Linked DNA regions of Zea mays: regions 1, 2 and 3 are each linked to region 4. A link is a contact called in public Hi-C data. All regions are on one chromosome and are shown on one strand. The core of a region is the stretch at or near the end of the contact, and the rest is flanking DNA. Distances in the headings are between cores, read along the strand shown.

The links. A called contact is a pair of places that touch in the nucleus more often than the background predicts.
Region 1: a Hi-C map of tassel shows a contact between it and region 4, with 2.5 times the contacts expected there. The contact joins the promoter of LOC100281408 here to the promoter of LOC100283662 in region 4. A contact is called at or near these places in 2 of 25 Hi-C or Micro-C datasets (leaf and tassel).
Region 2: a contact with region 4 is called in a Hi-C map of leaf, with 4 times the contacts expected there. The contact joins the promoter of LOC100277712 here to the promoter of LOC100283662 in region 4. A contact is called at or near these places in 3 of 25 Hi-C or Micro-C datasets (ear, leaf and tassel).
Region 3: a contact with region 4 is called in a Hi-C map of ear, with 3 times the contacts expected there. The contact joins the enhancer-like site here to the promoter of LOC100283662 in region 4. A contact is called at or near these places in 4 of 25 Hi-C or Micro-C datasets (ear, endosperm, leaf and 1 more).

The regions. Positions count from the first base shown.
Region 1 is chr3:10,951,064-10,953,763 of Zm-B73-REFERENCE-NAM-5.0, forward strand. LOC100281408 (boron transporter-like protein 2) reads left to right here and starts at 1,272. Exons shown (of 14, transcript NM_001365686.1): 1 at 1,272-1,454.
Region 2 is chr3:11,034,176-11,036,875 of Zm-B73-REFERENCE-NAM-5.0, forward strand. It overlaps LOC100277712, which reads left to right and starts at 1,382. Exons shown (of 1, transcript NM_001371599.1): 1 at 1,382-2,159. The coding sequence starts at 1,472. The coding sequence ends at 1,831.
Region 3 is chr3:11,056,786-11,059,540 of Zm-B73-REFERENCE-NAM-5.0, forward strand. No RefSeq gene overlaps it. Among protein-coding and RNA genes, the nearest start is that of LOC100277712, 23 kb to the left of the region's middle. Within about 2 kb of position 1,271, at least 18 of the 20 cell types and tissues checked have an H3K27ac peak or open chromatin away from gene starts, as enhancers often do. A contact at or near this core is called in ear, endosperm, leaf and 1 more, where this site is marked.
Region 4 is chr3:11,424,045-11,426,744 of Zm-B73-REFERENCE-NAM-5.0, forward strand. LOC100283662 (acyl-protein thioesterase 2) reads left to right here and starts at 1,443. Exons shown (of 9, transcript NM_001156563.2): 1 at 1,443-1,748; 2 at 1,868-1,973; 3 at 2,220-2,256; 4 at 2,580-2,649. The coding sequence starts at 1,715.

The sequences.
Region 1 (2,700 bases), core at 22-2,521, 470 kb before region 4:
AGTCACTGGACACCCTGACAACCAAACGATCACAGGGCGCTTAAACCCCACCGGGCAGCACCAGACGGGGAAGAAGTATAGCAAGTTTTGCCCCCATCGGTGGTATGTAACCTGGGTGGCTGTTTCCTGTGCAGCACCAGACTGTGTTGCGTCCCGGTTAGTGCGTGGGAGTTGAAAGCTGGTCCCTTGACCGTAATTTTAAAATTTATCAACGGGGCCGAATGAGATCAACCTAACGGCTAAATTGAACAAAAAAACCGGTGTTGGATGGTAACGCTATTATGACGATGAGGCCGGGTTGGCTTAGAGACGGGGTAGGTGACCGCAACTGGAGATAGATCGGGTCCCTTCGATTAAGTGTGAGAGGAGTTACTATGAACGTTGGCTCACGTGTGACGTAAAATTGTTCGAGTTGACTTTGGTTCGGTCCGAAACGAATGATGTCAACCTAAAGATTGCAATCATTATCGACGTAATAATATTATTTGTTGCTGCAGCTCCAACCCTGCCGTCACAAGAAACTAGTAGTGATGGGCCATGAGCTTCCAAGGTCTGAAGGGAATTTTACGCTCGGCCGCGGGAGGATCGCGTCGTACGTGGACGTGTGTGGTACGTACTTGGACTGCAGGACTGGTGGTGCCGTGGCATTTTCTCGGTGGGTGATAGATAGGCAGTTTTTTGTTGCAGCGACAGGCACCGTCGTACGGGAGACCCCGACCCCGACCTCGGCCTGCACTGCACCCATCTCCCTCCGGGATACGGTGCTGTTGCTAGCCTGTTAGTAGCGGCCCTGAAAGGTGCGGATGTGATATGGCGCGCTTGTGTACGTATCGACCAGAAGGGTGCTCACATGTGTGTGTGTGTGTGAGTACTATGAAACATGGGACGGGAAGCCGTTGACCTTTGGCTCTCCGTCACGGGGCCTCAGCCGCCGCTGCCGGTGCGGTCCGGAGTCCGGACTGCGGCCAGGCCAGGCACAGGCGCGCTCCTCCACGCCACGTGCCGGGTGGACCCCCCCCTGCGGATCGCCAGCGGTGGGCCCCTTCCAAGTGTCACTTGCGGGCGGCTCCACTCGTGAGGCAGCCAAGACGGACAAGGGTCGCACCTGCGGGCTGCGGCCCAGCCCAAACTCGACAGTGAGCGAGACGAGACGCCAGGCAGCATTGATCGAGACTCGAGAGCGCGTCCTCCTCCCTCGCCGCGCTCGGCTGCCTGCCTTGCCTTCTCTTCTCGGCTCACACATAAATACCGGCATCCGGGCGAGACTCTACCTCGACAAAGCCCACGCCGCGCCCTCGCCCTCGCCCTCGCCCCCCTGCCTAGGGCTCCGCGCCGCCCCGAGGAGAGGAGAACGCGCGCGCGCGCGCGCGCGCCATTGCGGATCCAAACGCTCCGCCGCCTCAACTCCCTCGTCAATTCACCTCCGCCGCCGCCGCCGCGCCGCTTCGAACACGGTACGGCTTCGATCTACTGCCCGATCGGGTGGGTTCGGTTCGGTCCATGTGCGCGTTACCTCGTCGCCGGATGCCGCGTCGATGTCTGCAGATTCGGAGAGTTACTCATGGTGTCCCCAGACTGTTCTTCTGGCGTCGCCTCCTCTCCCTCCCTCCCTCTCCCTCCCTCCCTCCCTCTCTCTCTCTCTCTCTCTCTCTCTCTCTCTCTCTCTCTCTCTCTCTCTCTCTCTCTCTCTCTCTCTCTCTCTCTCTCTCTCTCTCTCTCTCTCTCTCTCTCTCTCTCTCTCTCTCTCTCTCTCTCTCTCTCTCTCTCTCTCTCTCTCTCTCTCTCTCTCTCTCTCTCTCTCTCTCTCTCTCTCTCTCTCTCTCTCTCTCTCTCTCTCTCTCTCTCTCTCTCTCTCTCTCTCTCTCTCTCTCTCTCTCTCTCTCTCTCTCTCTCTCTCTCTCTCTCTCTCTCTCTCTCTCTCTCTCTCTCTCTCTCTCTCTCTCTCTCTCTCTCTCTCTCTCTCTCTCTCTCTCTCTCTCTCTCTCTCTCTCTCTCTCTCTCTCTCTCTCTCTCTCTCTCTCTCTCTCTCTCTCTCTCTCTCTCTCTCTCTCTCTCTCTCTCTCTCTCTCTCTCTCTCTCTCTCTCTCTCTCTCTCTCTCTCTCTCTCTCTCTCTCTCTCTCTCTCTCTCTCTCTCTCTCTCTCTCTCTCTCTCTCTCTCTCTCTCTCTCTCTCTCTCTCTCTCTCTCTCTCTCTCTCTCTCTCTCTCTCTCTCTCTCTCTCTCTCTCTCTCTCTCTCTCTCTCTCTCTCTCTCTCTCTCAGCGGTGTGTGTGTGTGTGTGCATGCGTCCATGCATGACGACTGGCTCATGCTTGCACTATGTGTGTATGTGCGTGTTTTTAGAACCAACGCCGGTGTGTGTGGTTTCACTCCGACCATCCGGAGATTGATTTTTTCCCCCCTGGGAGTGGGGGATTTGCAGAGGTTTTCGCGGCTGTCTCCGACGATCGCCTCAGCGATTTTCTGTTTATGTGGTGTTTTTTTAAACGGCTCCAGCATCCGAATCTCGTGCTCCTTGTTTTTCCACTGCTTCTGCTTGTATTCGCTAGAAAATTCGTCGCACACACCCGTGCGTCGCGTGCCTTTTTCTTGTAGAAGTCTTCTTTTACTTATTTGTTTGACCGGTTCTGGACGTGCATCGCGCACAGCTGTTATTTCTCCTTAAAAGTCGTCGTGGAAAAATCGATCCGTGCGTTCGTTC
Region 2 (2,700 bases), core at 132-2,631, 390 kb before region 4:
GGTGGGGCGGAAGGGGGCGAGCGACGCACGAGGCGTTGGTGTTGGAGTGACCGAGCATCGCACGAGGCTGGTGCATGAGGGGTGATGGGAGGCAGGAGTGCCAGTTCGCGACGGTTAATGGGAGGTGTTGCTGGGGACGTCCACAAGATGGGGGTGGAACCGATCTTTTTTTTCCTCGAACACTACCTAGGAGAGAGTTGTGTAATGGATGGCAATAGGTAATTACCGTATAACTCTTTGACAAATTATAAAATAAAGATTTCTGTAGCACTTTTTTAAGGTTCCACCAAAAAATGTGGAGCTAATAGGTAGATTCACATTTTTGTGGAGTCGGCGATGTTTGATTGAAATAAGTTGGATTGGAGCTGGATTTCCTGCATTAAAGCCGTCCCCAACACCTCGTTAAGAGCATCTCCAATAATGCCTCAAACTAGTGACTAAAATTGAAATATAGGGCTCTACATAGAGAAAACTACTCCAACAGTGTCTTATTTCATAAAATTTTGTCAAAAAACTATATAACACCCTCTCAAGTGACTCAAATATACTACACCGTAGTGGGCTGCCCTATAATCTAGATGTGAAGCTTTACTGTTGGAGCAGGGTGTTTTGTTGGTGCCCTAAATTCTATAAAATATACTTATTTTTAAATTATAAGATATTTTTATAGATCACGTTGTTGGAGATGCTCTTAGTCAGTAGGACGTTGACCGATGTGGCATAGTTTTTTTTTGACAGTATACATTAGCGACACCTTGATTTGGAAATAAAATTTTGATGGGATTAATTTCAAATTTCCTTTTAAAAACGATCTAAAGAGTAAAAAAAAAGGCGGTGTGCCCGCCGCCCGCGTATTTGAAACGGACCCCGAACCCGACGGCAGAGAAGCCGCAGAGCGAGCCACCGTCCCAGCGAAGTTGTCCGAAAAGCAAGAAAAAAGCCGGCCCCATCCCGATCGGCCCAACCCAGGACATGTGTAAGATACTAGGTTATAGTTCTCTGAGCATTAAATATACGTAAAAACCTTGTTATATAATCTAATGTATTTAAGTCTTATATTTTTTTTATAATAGAACCTCTCAAAATACGATTTATTTGTGTTGATTATATGACTAGCTTATTTGTGTTGATTGTATGACTAGAACCGTTTCTAAACTTATAAAACCCCGTCTTTGTTTTTTCATTTAGCCCTTGATAGTTGAAATACATGCTCTAAAAGCGACGGCCCGCGCTCGAGAAAAAGCGCACCGCACGACGCATGCCGCGGCCCCGCTCGCCTGGCCTGCACGAAACCTTATCCACTCGTTGGGCTCGGCCCCTCCGTTCTTGTCGCACGCTTTATAATCCCCCCAGGCCACCACCACCTTTGCAATCCCAATCCCAATCCCAATCCCAATCCACCCGCAGGTCGCAAACTCAACACACAGTCAGCCTCAAACCTCTTTCTCGTCCGAATCCAGAACTTCCATCCATGGCAGTGTCATCAGGGATGGTCTTCTCCGTCCGCCCGCCGGCTCCGGCCCGGCCCTGCGCTTGCTCTGCCACGGCGAGGGCGCGCCCCGTCGGCGACGGCGCCAAGTGGTGGGCGCCGCTGCTGGGGTGGTCCGGGCAGCCGGACTACATCGACGCGCGGCCGGCGTCCGAGGACGAGCCTCTGCCGCGGGGGCCGGCCTCGGCCTCGGCCTCGGCCAGGCGGTTCGGCGTGCTGACGGAGGACAAGGCGCGGCGGCTGCGCGTGCAGATGATGGAGACGGAGAGCTTCCACGACGCCATGTACCACTCCGCCATCGCGTCCCGCCTCGCCTCCGCCGCGCCCGACGCCAGGCCCTAGCCGCCGGCCAGATCGCCGTGGCAGCCCGTGTCTGTACATACGTGCGTGTGCTTGAACCTTTCCAGCTTCCGTCCGTCCTTGTTAAAAAAAAATGAATAGCGTGGCGAGTGCCGGTGTTGCTGCGGAGGAGATGGAGATGGAGATGGAGGAGGGGGACTAGTATTAGGATGGTGTCCCTCCCGACCCGACTCGATCGGCTGCGACCCAGTAGAGATATATGTTCATGTAGCTGTGTACCATTAGTTCTTGCGCTAAATGTTATGGAGTGGTGATGTTTTCGGTTTGACTTGGTAAATTAATACGTATGTGTTTTCCTCTTGTACTGCAACAGCAAACACATCTTCTTTTCGATCCTCTGCAAACTGCCTGCAAAGTACTCAAGGGCATGCTTGGAGTCCTAAAATTTTATTAGAATCACATCCGACCATGTCCTGCATCATTCGTCATCAACACGAAGCGTCAGTGAGAGAGAGAGAGAGAGGCAGAGCTTCCCCAATGGCTGTCGTGTCCCTTTCGGCACGCACCGAAGTCAGCTGTGAATCCTGTCCCCGTCAAGCCTCGCAAGATTTTTCGTCCGAGTCCGAGTGTGTCTGTTATCCCAGTCACGTCGCACATCCGCACCAATCAGGCACGGCAACGCTTCACGCCCCCGTACTGCCAAACCTCCGTCCCTGAAACTGACGTCCGCGTATAAAAACTACTCCGGTGGATTGCCGGTTTGATGCATGGTAACTAATAGTTAAATGACTAAAACATTCAAGTGCAAACTGACTAACTATTAATTGATTTTAACTGGATTAAACTAGCCAATGGACTTCTCTCGTCCTGGTTTATCAGTTCGCTTCGGATTAAAATCGATTCTCTCGTCC
Region 3 (2,755 bases), core at 21-2,520, 370 kb before region 4:
AAAGATATGAATGAGGCCAGCAGCAGCAGGTTTGTCGTGTGCATGCGCAATACCTGCCTGATCGACTGCCCCTGAGGATGACCGTACGTACGTAGGGGCCAGCTGAGGAACACAGACACAGACACAGGGCCCCCATGCAGGCTGCATTGTCTTGGTCGCATTAGGACACGAGATTAAGGGAAGGGTGGGTCTTGGATATGACAGGATGCATCGCCGGCCGGCCGCCTGACGACGAATGCTGATGGGACGACGCTGCGCGCGCTGCTCGATGGATGGACCCGGAGCTCATCGATCGATCGATCGGTTTGCTCTAGCTCAACCCGACCCACGGCGAACGGGTGAATTCCGGCGATGCAGCAGAGGAGAGCACAGCGCTGTCGGTGGATTGATAGACATGTTGAGTAAATTGTTCGTCTCTCTGTTAGTTTAAGCTGCTTGAGTCCAAAACGGAGGCAGGAATGCCGGCGTTGGAAGGTGACAAGCAGGTCGGACTCGACCTCTTGGCACCGAGGTCGCTTGTGCGGTGACGACGCCGATGAGTGCCGTCGTCGATCGGTGACCTCGGGACGTCGGGGGAGGACCACCGCCGGCGACGGTGAAAAGGGAGTCCACGCGTTTACGATGCCGTCCAGCGCGCTCGGCACTGGCCATCGCCGCCAGCTAGCTGCAATGACGTCGTCGTACGTCCTTCGACAACCCGTCCCATACGCTAGATACACGGGTTGGTTCCAAAATTAACCGTGGCCTGGAAAACCCGGACATGGTTGGATGGATCGATGCATGGATTGGTCTCGCTGCATGAATGCATGCATTATTTGGTGGTGTGTGCTGCTAGCTAGCTCGCTTTGGCTGGCAACAGCGAACGGCGCTGGCAGTGGCAGGTACAGAGAACGGGACGGGACGGGATGCAGGCCTGGCCTGCAACCGCCCGTAGGGGCAGCCAAAGCTAGCTAGCTAGCTGCTGACTGACAGGCTACTATCTACTACCTAGTGGCTAGACGTGTTATATGCATGCATTATGTCTGGGGCAGGGGCGCCATATATCATTAGGCACAAATTAAACGGGGCATCTGGCACCGGCAGTGCAATCAGTGGCGGGTCGATCCATCATCAGGCCGCTGTCGACGCGCTGCTTAATTCGATGATTAGGGTTTAGATGCAACGAATGAACGCACTGATGGATGCGCATGCGCCCCTCTCTCTCTCTCTGCGTGGGGACGTGTGTGGACGCCGGGAGAGCAACGCGTCTGCATGCAGGCCGGCAGCAGAGGACCCGTTATTTCCCGATCGGCCGTCAGGGTTTGCTTGCGCAATGGGCCAAAACCACAGCACAGTGATCTACGTGCATGGATCATATCGCTAGATAGATAGATAGCTAGCTAGTAGGTCCCAGCTGATCAACATGCATATATGCATGCATGCATGGAGAGACAGACGTGTGAGTAATCTGCCCTGATGATGGGCATGTGTGAAATGTATTATCCCATTCCAACATCCAGACGATGCATGGTGTGTATATATGTGCATGGTGTGTACTAGTACTGTACTAGAAACAGTTGACAAGAAAAGGCTAGGTTTCCTGCCCTGGAAATGATTTGAAGGGGATTATTAGATACATCAAATCATATATATGTGTGTGTTGCTAGCTGATAACGAATCTTTTTTTAAATTTTAATAAAACAAACAAACAGACCGCATGAAACATGCCCTCGATCGGCTTTGGCTACTCATTTCCAGCCAGCTACAGACTACATACAGTAGTGTTTCCCCCGGCCGGTTGGCGAGCGCCCAGCAGACTGCAGACCTACTCCACTTAATTAAGGTGTGGCTCTGTGGTTGCATGAGACGGACACGGCTCGCACGGCCCATGCAACAGGTGCAGCTCGACCGGCGGTCGTGCTCGCTCGCTCGCCCACGCCACCCACCGGCCACCGCTCCCGCGCGCGCGGTGGTGCGTGGCTGGTGGCTCAGCAGCTCGGCGTCTCCACGTCGTAGCGTTTCGTTCTGTCGTCGTCGTCGCGTCGCATCGATTATCCCGGTCAGGACGTACGGGCTGGACCCGATCGCGCGGCCCCCATGCATCTTTTTACTTTCTCGATGTCTACATCGTGTACGTACGCGTACGTAACGCGTGGGAGCCCCGCGCGGCGGCATGCCGGCATAGTACGTATAGCAGCGCATCCGAAGCAACGCGTTGAATTCGGCTGCAAAAAAAGAGAGAAGAGGCTTGTGTCATTGTGTGTGATTCCGGAGCGTAGCACGTCACACACTGCCATGATCGTCATGTGATGCATCTGCATCTACCGTGCATGTAGGGGGCAACTACTACTATGCAAGCCATTAGGTGTAAGATGGCTCTTGGTTCATTAGATCTAGATACGGCAACCTGGATGCAACCGTGGTTTGGATCGCTACTATCACTATCATCCGCATCCGCATCCGCATTAGCGAGAACCCCATTATGTGTACTTTTTATCTACTGTTAGAAATATGCCTCTTGGTCCGTTAGATCTTGATACGGCAACCGTGCATGCAATCGTGGTTTGGGTCGCTACTTTCACTATCATCCGCGTTAGCGAGAAGTCCATTCTGGGTAGTTTTTTTATCTACTGTTGTGTGCTATTATTCTTTTTTATACAGTAATGTGTTAAATAACATGCATTGGAATTGTTTTTTTGTGTCACTGTCTTTATCGTACGTGGGATAACTGAAAATCGTATGAATTGAAGAATATATCTGTGTGTTTTTTTTGGCG
Region 4 (2,700 bases), core at 193-2,692:
TTAAAATATAAAAATAATTAGAAGGGGGGATAAATAATTTGTACATATAAAGAGAGGACAAAATATTTTTCCTCTATATTTAGATCAACCTTTAGAAGACTTCGTTGAAGTCTATAAAGAAAATGATATTCGGTAAAGGAGCCCACGTTGCACATATACATAGACTAGGATGCGGATCCACGCATTACAATGATGTATAAAACAAAGATAGGTCAATAGTTTGAATTATAGTATATTTGGATCACTTCATGTAGTACTCTATATTTTTTACAAAAATTGAAAATTAGATACTATTGAAGTTGTTTTTTATGAGTCAAGACCTATATTTTAAGATGAGGCGCTGAATTAAGACACGATTGAAGATGCTTTTATGGTAGTGTGACATTCTCTTTGTTAAGGATGTTTCCATGTATGTCATCTATATTTATATTTGTATCTATGTTTTTTATCGTTTTTTTTAAAAATATTTCTTTCTCTATATTTCCTTTCTATTTACACTTTTGAGGCTCGTCCCGTAGCACTACATAAAGTGCAAATAAATAGAAAATTAGTAATAGAGTCTAAATTTTACATTATAAGATTTAAGAATCGGATAAAATTAGAATCGGATCATATTTTTATTTATTTTTTGAACTATAAATTATTTAGCGCCCTACTATTTATAAATAATCATTTGGATCACGATCCATTACCATTCCTACGTAACACACGGTGCCCAACGTAGCCTCGTTAAAACATCTTCAACAACTCCTTAAAAATAGAGGAATTAGGATCTCTCTGAAACTTTAAATCCTAAAAAAATGTTACTGCTTCAACAACTCCCACCCAGTCGACATAGCAACGCGTGCAGGAAAATAAGGGCTATAGATAAGTTACTGTTGGACGTGATTTTTTTCATTTTTTCTTTCTCTAAAACATTAATTAGGGCTAAAACTTAATTAAGGAGCTATTCGATATGCCAAGCACGCCTCTAGCCGTCCCCAAAATAGCTCAGTCCCGAATCGAACAACCTACCCGGCTACCCCACCACGAAAGGTCTCCCGCACAAGTCACAACAGAACAACCTACCCCCACAAGCAGAAGGATCCGGGCGGCCACCGAGAGTCACTGGAAGAAGCTCGTCCGGCGCCCCGCGACGAGACGACGGCCTCCTCCTCCGCTCCGCTGAAGAACGACCTCCCCGCTGACAGGTTCGCGAATCGCAATCTCCTTCCCTCCTTCCCTCTCTCTTCTCCCCCAAGGCCCCAACTGGGTCGACCGCTTTTCCGAACCCGTGCGGCCAGTTACTGTTCCCATCTTATTCTTTTGGTGCGTGCCTGGCTGCCTGCCTGCCACCGCCATCACCACCACGCGCGGCTCATGTGGCGTGGCGCAGAGGCGGAGCGCTCCGCAGAGGCGCAGAGAGAGGTGGCGTCTGCCTTGCTGCGCTGCGGGTCTGCGGTCTCCTGCAGATTCCCGCACCCACAAGGCCAGAGGCGACCCACCAGCGCCACCCAAAAAAGGCGCACCCCTTTCCGCCGCCCAAATCTCCCTTTACCCCGATCCCCAAGCCCCGCCGCTGCTCCCTCGTACGCACGTACGCACCGCGTCGCCCTTTATCTGCTCCCGAGGGCCGCTGGTCGGCTGCTGAATCGTCGCCGTTGTTGCTGGGACTGCAGCGTTGGCGGGCCTTGTAGCGAGGAGGGGGTGCGGAGGCGCCGCGACTGTTCGCGGGATGAGCTTCGGCGGCAGCAGCTCCCTCGCATCAGGTGCGCCTTGGTTTTGTCGCTGTTGTGGCTTCGTTGGTGATTGGTGGGCGCGGTCTCTGTTTTACGGCGTTGGGGGAGGTGGGATTGAGTGTAAAGGAATGAATATGCATTGGATGCAGGTGCGAAGAGGCCGTTCGAGTACGGGAGAACGCATGTGGTGAGGCCCAAGGGCACGCACAAGGCCACCATTGTCTGGCTCCATGGACTTGGGGACAATGGAGCCAGGTATAGAACCCGCCTGCTCAACTCACCTGTACTTCTGAATGGTATGCTGGTGGAGTTTGGTGTGCTTAGATTATAGATGATGAAGTAATGGACAGTATGTCAATAAGCTCGGTACCTTCTCCAGATGTTATGAACTAACTGTACACTGTGGTAGGCTGGATTGTTGCTTCCTCGAACGATAGTCATGTCCTGTATTATATAATTCGAAGCTACTGTCATTAATGATGTATTTGTGTTACATTGCAGCTGGTCTCAACTACTGGAAACTCTTCCCCTTCCTAATGTAAGTTAGGACATAGATTCGAAATATGCAATGTTTTAATTTCTTATGGTGGTTTAGGCCCTGTTTGGAATCTCTAGAAGTAATAGTTAGCTACTAAAAATTATTTGTTGGGTTCCAAACACCCTCAGCTAATACCACAACTAATTGTTAGCTATGAGATAGCTAACAATTAGTTCATTAGCTGACTCTAACCCAGCTGATAATTTATTAGCTAGCTAGCTATTAGCTCTAGGGGTTCCAAACAGGGGCTTAAAGCTTAATCTCACACCTTGTTGCTCAAATCCAATACGATATTTCTTCCTGTATATCTTTGCTGTGCTCAGATAAAATGGATATGCCCCACTGCACCTTCAAGACCCGTGTCAGTGTTTGGCGGGTTCCCCTCCACAGCATGTAGGTTTATTGTTATCTACATGTTTCTCCCTGCTTCTTGAGAATGTTTCA